Linked DNA regions of Podarcis muralis: region 2 is linked to region 1. The links are chromatin contacts, called in public Hi-C maps. All regions are on one chromosome and are shown on one strand. Each heading gives the region's core, a stretch centred on a gene start, on an enhancer-like site or on the middle of the called end of the contact. The rest is flanking DNA. Distances are from core to core; before and after follow the strand shown. Region 1 holds the start of ARID2 (AT-rich interaction domain 2). Region 2 holds the start of SLC38A2 (solute carrier family 38 member 2).

Region 1 (4,567 bases), core at 837-3,336:
GGCTTTTTAAAAACTGGAGGGCCACAGTACTTCGCTAACTGGGAACCACTGATCTATAGTGTTGCATGCAAATGCAGCCACTGTATTTATGTGCAAGGTAACAAGTTAAGGTAGCTAGTTGAATATAGTTCTTATGGGGGTTATTCACTAAGATTCAACAAAGCTAATTTTAGTTTCCGACCTACACATGAGCAAAGAAAACAGTGCTTTAGAGGGCAAGGCATTGACTTCTAATTGAACTAGAGCAAAAAGAGTATGTAGCTGGGTGCTGAACATCAAAACTAGTTCTAGTGTGTTTACACACCATTTCCTATAAAGTCTTGTTCTTAAGTCTGCAGTTCTAAGCATGCATCTCTAGCACTCCCATTGAACATGATAGGATTTAACTCTATGCTGAGATTGTCCTGCACATATATTTACATGAATTTCAAAATTTCCAGTTATTGCCACTGTTGCTAATTAAGTGCGTAACAGTATTTTAGACGATGTAGAATTTATAGGTCCCCTATCATAATGGCTGACAGTTTAATCCAAAACGGGTAGGGTGAAGGAAGAGGAGGAAATGAGCAAATCCAGGTGCTAATTGCAGGAAACAGTTGCAGTAATGGAGCAAGTCTCAACTCTCCCTCGAATGCAATCAAGTGCAGTGGGATGGTAGAACCCTAAAATATGCATGCTTCAATATTATGCAGCCTTTGAAGAGCAGTTTCACCTGTTACAGTTAATCAGTGAATCTGAATCTCTGTTTGCTTATTTTGGAATCCAGTGGAAGTGAGTACTGAGAACTAGAACAAGCAGAGAAGCAGGATCTCTGAGGTACTGGTTAATTTAGCTATCTTACTCTGTGAAGAAACGGAGAAAATGCTATTGTGCACACTGCTCCATCCTTTATCGGTGCCAACAGTACAACACCTCATTTTTTGGTGAAAAGCACTGGTTGGCTTACACTGGAAACGGCAGCAGCTCCTCCAGAATTAGCAAAGAACATATGCTGTTTTCTGCTTCAGGCTTCTGAATTGCAGTAACAATGGGAGGGATCTGCTTTACAGAGACAAGCAACAATCAACATTCACAGCTTGTTTATGAAAGTATGAGGAGGTTGGTTTTTTTAAAAAAAATGTTCCTTGGATGCATGTAATAGATTCTCCCAGCAGTGAAGAAATCATCCAAGGGACGTCCCTGTGGTAGTTTGACTACATTTGTATCATATAATGGAGCCTGCTAGATTTCTTTTTGGAATTGTCAGCTCCAGTTATCCAGACCCTGGAGTGGTTTGCAGTGACAGTAGAGACGTCAGCCATGTCCATAATCTTGTTCTGAGCTTTTGATCCCTTTTGCGGCCTACTTCAGCCTCTGAACCATTCTCTACTGCCCTTCGGGACGGGTTGCAATGTGTATCTAATCAACACATCCACTGTACTTGGAGCAAGAGGAGAATTCTCTAACCATCAGGGTTAGCCCGACTCCACCTTTGCACACACAAAGAGACCTTGCCGTCTCCAACACTCTCTTCCTTACACTTGTGAGCTTGCTTATTGGATTAAACTGGAGTGGAGAATAATCATTATCCCACTCATGCACACCCAGTTGCCATTACTTTTATAATAACGTGACTCGGCCTCCCCCAACTTTGTGCCCTCCAGATGTTTTGGACTACAACACTTAATCCATGCTGCCTGGGAGCAAAATATCTGAAGGGCACCAGGCTGAGAATAGTTGCTCCTGAGGTTCTAGCAGAGGGCCAGAAGCTTACAGAAACAGCCAGCTAACACAGATGCCAAAACTACCATAGAGGAGCCATTGTAGCCTTTCAGGCCTTGCCCATGGATTGGAAGAGCATTGTGCCCGGGACAGGGAAATGGGAGTCAAACAGACACTCAAGGGATAATTGTATCCTGTCCCTTCACCATGAGGCTGAAGGAAGGATGGGGAAGCCTCTGTCTCCCCCCAGTGCTGAACTTGGTTGGCCATGCTAAAGGGAAGTGTGCAGGTTCTCCATCCTTGTGTTCAAGCACTAGCCATTAGAACAAATTGCTGGCAACGTTAAGTTAAAATGCATAGTACTCACATTGTCGTAGGCTTTGCAGGTGACTTCCCACCAAGGTTTCATTTTAACTCGCCGCTGTAGAGAGTTATCACCCCTGGAGGAATTATGTTGCTACTGTCCAAACAGTTGGGGGTGGATGGCTTGCCTTTCCTTCTAACAGTTTGTCCCAACTGCCATGGAACAATTTAAGTCCAAAATTCCATTCTCCTTTCCCCCTCCCTTAAAAGGCTGCCATTATGAAAGCAGTCGAGCTTAATTCCTTTATGTACGGTATTTCATGCAAATTCATCATGAACTACAAAATGCTGACTTTGACCACTGAAAGGAGGGTAAAGATGGTTGGTTTATCTACCGTCACTATGAGGAATGAAGTTAGCCTCCACAGAGCCAAACACTACTTCAGGAAAGGCACACCGGGTAACCTGTCTAGATCTCTTATCGTAGAGGAAGACCTAAAATAGTTAGTATGGGGCATGAGTTGTCTGAAGGAATATGGTTAACAGATTAATCTCTTCGTGCAAAAGGAATTAAAGTGTACCTTTTCCTTTTGGGACAGAATAGTTGGCTGAAAGTCTCTTTGGAAATAAGCTTCTTTTGAACTAATGACATTTCAAGGAAGTTGTGGTTTTTATATGCCCCTTTTTATGTAACATGTTTCATCAATCCTGTGATCCTGGAAGAGGTGAAGATGAGAAATGCTTGCTTTACTTGCCAGTACTTTCATAAAGGCCTGTGTATTGGGGAAACTTGTCTTCATCCTTTTTAAAAATTTCATTTACAAGTAGATTTAAGTCTTTGTAAGGGTTTCCAGTCTTTGAATCTAAGGGCAGTTTATTCAGGATTCAAAGGCAGTTCTTGTAACAAAGTTCCATTTACCGTAATTTCATGGGATGATATGTTTAGAGTTGGTTTTTCAGTTTGTGACCTTAAGATATGCACATCTTGTACAAGTCTTCAGAATAAAATTCTATTTTATTATTGGATCTTGCTCCTAAAAGAAATCTCAAACGACAGTACAGTGGAACCTCGGTTTAAGAACAGTTCTGTTTATGAACGATTAGGTTTATGAACTCCGCAAAACCGGAAGTAGTGTACCGGTTTGCAAACTTTACCTCGGTCTAAACGGAATCCGAATGGTGGAAGGGCACCATTGGCGGGAGGCCTCATTAGGGAAAGCACGGCTCGGTTTAACGTTTCAGTTTAAGAACGTACTTCCAGAACGGATTAAGTTTGTAAACCGAGATACCACTGTACCTTACAACAACTGTTGTTGTTGTTTACTGTATTTATAGTCCATTCTTCATCAATTTTTTTCAATTCCAGAATGGGGAACAAAGTAATAAAAATAAAAAGAGAAAAACTACCAAAAACTACAAAATCATGTAAACAGGACCAACAAACAGCTAAACAATTATAACATAAACAAGCAAAACTACAGCAATCTAAATTAATATTTCCAGTTTAATGAAATACGGACCTCAAGAGTCAGCAAAGCTGCAGGTAGGCATGTTCAGATGGATTTGTTGGCCTCTGCCATCTTTCTTTTCCTTACCAGTCAGCAGTCCTCTAGTTGATCATGTTGTAACCATTTAGAGATGAGGGAACCCTGGACTTAATGTTAAGTGGTGTCCAGGACCTGGTGTGAGATGAAGAGTTATTAAATTCAACATAAATGTAAGTGAACATTTGACAAGGAAGTCTAAAACAGTTGTACTGTATTTAACTTCAAGGTGGAAACTTCTAAAAAAAAAAAAAAATGGGGGTGAGGAATTGGTACAAGCACAACTGCACAAGCAAGCCAGCTCTCAGGAAATTGTCTTTATTTGAAAGGGTCTGTGGTAAAATAAAACAAAAACAACCACATCTCTCAAGAATCCTTGGAGGTTTCTCAGGTACAACAATAGAATCTTAGCTTAGCTAGAATATATTTTGCAAATTGGGAAAAGTACTGCTAAGGCCACGAGGATGCAAAAAAGAGAGACGAATATCACAGAGAACTTTAAGACCAACAACAAATTCTTTACAAAGGAGTCAATGGTATGCTAAATGAGATTGCAGACAAGCTCAGTTCTTTTCATCTGTTGATGAAGGCGCAGCGAGATCCATTTTTTAGAACTTTATATCTCAGGCAGGGCATAAGAAATGGAAGCAAGTTGTGTTGTCAAGCGACAAAGTTCTATGCCTTGCTGACAAGTTTAAAACTCACAAATCACGGGGTTGGGGTGGTATCCACCTGAGAGTTCTTGAAGAACTCCAGTGTGACTGCAGATTTTCTGACAAATCTGTAAGTTGTCTCCATAGTTGAGAACTGGAAAGTGGTCAATGTAGCAGGGGTGGATACCTGTGGCCCTCCAGATGTTAATGAAGAACAGGTTCCTCCCTGGACCATTCTGGCTAGGATTGATGGGAGTTGGGAATCCCAAAAACACCCAGAGGTCTACAGGTTCTCGTTGAAACCTCTGTATCCTTAAATGCGAGGGAGTGACAACAAAAGGACAGAAATCTGTCTCCAGGCGTGCC
Region 2 (4,567 bases), core at 1,031-3,530, 210 kb before region 1:
ATCAAAATAGTCAAGTCAGGAAGAGAGCTGACACTTACTAACTTGCTCTCAAAGAGTTTCCCAAATGTAATTTTCAGCCCTCCTTCAAAAGAAAAACATGTCACTTACAGAAAGCACTGGTGGATGTCAAAGCTTCCAAACAATACATGAGCAAAACAAATAAATGAACTACAGCAAACTTTGTGTGGGGGGGAAAACACATATTCCAATATAATAGAATCACATGTGATCTTACTACTATGCTGCCTAGATTAAGTTTGTGGGAAGCACAAAGGTTACTGAAGCACGGTTGTTTGCCTCTGTTCTCAAAACCCTCTATCCCTTTCCTGAATCTTTCATTAATGGATGGGTTGGCTCAGAGGAAAAATTTAAACATACAATATTTATTTTTGTATTTAAAAGGCTGGGGATGGGGAGCTAAAAAAACCACACACACTAGAGAATAGAAACACACTCATGGAATGAAACTTATTTATTTATAGACATTTCTTTTATATGTTTGTGTTTATTTCTTCCTAACCCAATGCAAGGAGTTGAAAGAAAATCTTGCTTTTCCCAGGGTGAAAGAATTGTAAAATACATCTATGAATTAAAAATGTATGTCAGGCTTGGGTAGATTCTGTTACTTGGTTATTCTGTTTAATTCTTTCCAGTAGCACCTTAAAGACCAACTAAGTTAGTTCTTGGTATGAGCTTTCGTGTGCATGCACACTTCTTCAGATACCTGGTATCTGAAGAAGTGTGCATGCACACGAAAGCTCATACCAAGAACTAACTTAGTTGGTCTTTAAGGTGCTACTGGAAGGATTTTTTTTTGTTTTGACTATGGCAGACCAACACGGCTACCCATCTGTAACTGTTTTATTCTGGCAGAGTTTCCATAAAGTATATCTATAAATGCCCAGCACCACAGTTACATAAGGAATGAGTAATACTCCTTAAAGGCATGCACACAAGTCAGGGCAATTCATATAATTTTCCTCCTGGATATGTTATATCATTATCATGTGACATTAACAGTATCCTAGACTTAACTGGAAATTGTGACTTAGGTGGTTAATAATACAGAATGACTCCTAAGTCCTGAATTCATACCCCCAAAATCTAATACAGTACCGTATACCATAAGCATAATTTTTGTTCTTATTAGACAAAAGTTTTAGCAGTATTGGTGGTACAAGAAAACATGAGCTATAAAGTAAATAAGGTTAGAGATGTTTTGTTTTGGTTTTTTCAAGTCACACAAAATCTTCAAATGCAGTGTTTCCACGGTGGAAGTCTTCCTTTTGGCACCATTTTCACCCATACCCCATATCATCTAAACATTTTAAAACCATAGGTTTTATCAATCAGTTTTGGTAACATCTCAGGACTTATGAGATGCTGTGGTAGTATACATATGATCAGTGCTTTTTTTCTTTTAAAAAGTTAAAAATGTTTAGGGGTACTCTCATTTTCCTACTCATATTGAAATACTGCCCCTCAATGAGGCCAAATATAATTTCACAAAATGTTTAGGAGTATGCGCACCCCTGCGTAACCCCAGGGAAAAAGCACTGCATATGATAATTCCGTGATATTACATTTATCTATGAAATCAGCAGCTGATGGACCAAAAATTAGACTAGTGAGCTGTGGTGGCATTCCAGAAAACATTACCGTGTCCAGAGGGTGTTCTGTACAATTTAGTATAATTTACAATTTGGTTTGATTTATGTTGGGGGGAGCAGGTCACCCACCTGTCATCATCCTCTGTCTGTCTCTGTCTAGCAAATTTGGAACGAAACGTTTCAAGAACTTGAATAGCTTGTTCAGCTTATACATAAATCCGGCACTGCAAACGACACTGTGTTGTTCTGGTTTTGCAGATGGGGAAACTGAGGCGGAAGGCACCCAGGGAGGGGGGGACAGGATCCAAAAGCAAAGCCCTGCCCCCATTGTAATTCGAAGCCTCCATCATTTCGAAGAATCGCCTGCGTCAAGTTTCGCCCGGCTGCTAAGTAACAGCCTCGTGATCCGCTTCTTGTGCGGGAAAGAGTTGGCTCGTCCCGAGGGTTAAACAGCGTCCCCGGAGCGGCCTCGTAAGGCGGAGTCGGAAGAGCTCCCGGGGCGGAGCGACGGAGCTCCGTGTTGGTATACAAAGAAGCGGCTGCACGTTGTCGAGGGGGAAGCCGCGCCCTGTCCTTCCGCCGCTCCCCCTTCTCTGACGTCGCTGCATTCCGCCCTCAAAAGCGAAGGCATCGCCAGACATTCCCCAGACCTGAGCGCGACGTTCCGCGAGAGCTGATGCTGCGACTGCTGCTCGGCGGCTCACAATAGAGAAAAACACAAAAACCAACCACCTCGCCAAGCGTCCAAGCCGCATACCTCACTCTCCGCCTCCAGAATTTTCGTCGTGATTCTTCTTGCTTTATTTAATAAAAGAACCATAAATTATTATTTTATACCGGCTTTTTTTTTTACGAAACAATTTAAAACCAAACCTATTGCTGATATTTTAATTTGTATATATATATACATATATATATATTTCTTACTGGGCCTTTTAATTGTTAATATCTGAGGGTTTTTGTCGTCGTTTTTTTTGCTTCCGTTGAAGAAGCGAATTAAATCGCGGAGATCTCAGAATTTTTTTTTGAATTTTAATTTTTGTGGGGTGGAAAGGAGCTCCGGAACATCCAAGGTTTTGCCCCCCAGCTTCACTGATCGAGGTAAAAATAATCTTCTTGGGCTGTTTCAGGGGGTTGGAGGGGGGGGGAATCTGTGGTCATGGGGTTTTCTGCTGTGGTGGCGAAGGCATGGCAACAACAAAAAAACCCCAAATCGTTCCTTTACGTAAGATTGGGTGTTTTTTTAAAAAAAGAAAAGAAATAGCCCAGCCAGCGTTGCTGCATCTTGGGAGAGCTTGGGATGGGGAAGACCCAGTAGAAAACAGGCGCTGCTGGTGCAGTCTTGTGACTGATTTGCATTTTTTCCATTTTAGAAATGCAGGAACCCCTCTTTATTATTATTATTATTGTTATTGTTATTAAGAGGAAGGGTGGAAGAAAGAAATAGCAGGGAATGACCATTGAAAGGATAACGAGCAAGGCAGGGTGGTTAATGTACTGAAAGGGAATGTGACAATCGCCCGACGGGGTTGCATCATTTTCCGTTCAGATGGGGTGGAGTTGGCTGGCTGCCCAAACCTGTACAGAGGTTTGTGTGTGTCAGTGTGTCATTTCTGGTTGGACACAAGTCGATTTTCGTGAACCTTAAACTAGCCTTGGCAACTTCGGGTTTCTCCTGGTTTAGTCTATCCTTTAAGAAAGTCAACCCTTATAATTAAAATGACTAGCTTTAAATGTCTTGCGGGGGGGAGAGTGGAGAACAAGTGATGTATAGGTCGAAATGGGTTGTTGGGCAGATATGTGTTGTGTTGTGTTGTGTTGCGCACCCCCTTGCCTTTCCCACGCAGATCTCCCCCAGTGGCGGGGGCTGCCGTGTCGAAGCTGGAGATTATCTTTGTTCTACTCTTGTACTTTTCCTTCCCTTGCCATCTCCCTCCTCCCTCCCATCTCTGCTGGTACTTTTCCACTCGCCTGGCTGCCTATGAATCAGCCGCGGTGAGCAGAAGCGGCGGCAGCGGCTGCTCACGTGACCCAATTCGGGAGGACTACTGCAGTATTGACGTTTCCCTCCCCCCCCCCCTTACCTTCACAGACAAGGCAAGTCCAGCAGCCAAGGACAAAAGATCAAGAGGAGCCCAGGCTTGCTGCCACTATCTCAAATAGTTAATTTGCCTGCTTTTAATCCGGTACCCCCAAAAAAGGCATCCTGGATCCCATCATGACCAAAGCTGAAATGGGCAAGCTCAACACTACTCCTGATGAAGACAGCAGCAGCTACAGTTCCAACAGCAATGACTTCAACTACCCCTACCCAACCAAACCAGCTGCGATGAAGAGGTCAGAGATGTTTCTGTGCATTGCTTTAATAATAATAATAATAATAATAATAATAATAATAATAATAATAATAATAAATAATTAGTCATACACAGTCCAGTTCCTCTTCAAATCAATGACAAATCTCTGATTGATTTTGTCGGAAGTGAATTTCAACCTTCATCCCCAAATTTACCTTTAAAAAAAATGTCGTAAGAATGGCCAGTATCTCAGTTTGTACGTACAGCAGCAAAAACCGAACCTTTCCCAGACCAAATCTTATTTTAAAATAAGCCCATTTGAAATCGGTGGATTACACAATAAAAAAAACAACAACCCCAATGTTGTTTTATGTTGCTTTTTTAAAAAAGTGATAATACTTAAGTTGCTTTGTTTTCCTTCTTCCCCCCCCCCCCCCCTTCTCACAGCCATTATGTAGACATGGATCCAGAAAACCAAAACTTTTTACTTGAATCCAATCCTGGGAAGAAGAAATATGAAACTGAATATGTAAGCATGCATCACTTATATTTTTAGCATTGAGTACCTAAGTGAAGACTAGACCTCCCCCCCCCCCCCCGCAAATTAAAACCATTTGCAAATAATTGTTTCTGAACAAATTATTAACCACCTCCACCACC

Evidence for each region. A called contact is a pair of places that touch in the nucleus more often than the background predicts.
Region 2: a contact with region 1 is called in a Hi-C map of blood, with 2.0 times the contacts expected there. The contact joins the promoter of SLC38A2 here to the promoter of ARID2 in region 1. A contact is called at or near these places in 2 of 3 Hi-C or Micro-C datasets (blood and tail).

Annotation. Positions count from the first base shown.
Region 1 is chr10:28,439,933-28,444,499 of rPodMur119.hap1.1, reverse strand. It overlaps ARID2 (AT-rich interaction domain 2), which reads right to left and starts at 2,086. Exons shown (of 22, transcript XM_028745963.2): 1 at 2,069-2,086.
Region 2 is chr10:28,654,347-28,658,913 of rPodMur119.hap1.1, reverse strand. It overlaps SLC38A2 (solute carrier family 38 member 2), which reads left to right and starts at 2,280. Exons shown (of 16, transcript XM_028746254.2): 1 at 2,280-2,711; 2 at 3,703-3,947; 3 at 4,355-4,436. The coding sequence starts at 3,829. LOC144328961 (a long non-coding RNA gene) reads right to left here and starts at 2,172. Exons shown (of 2, transcript XR_013394340.1): 1 at 1,740-2,172.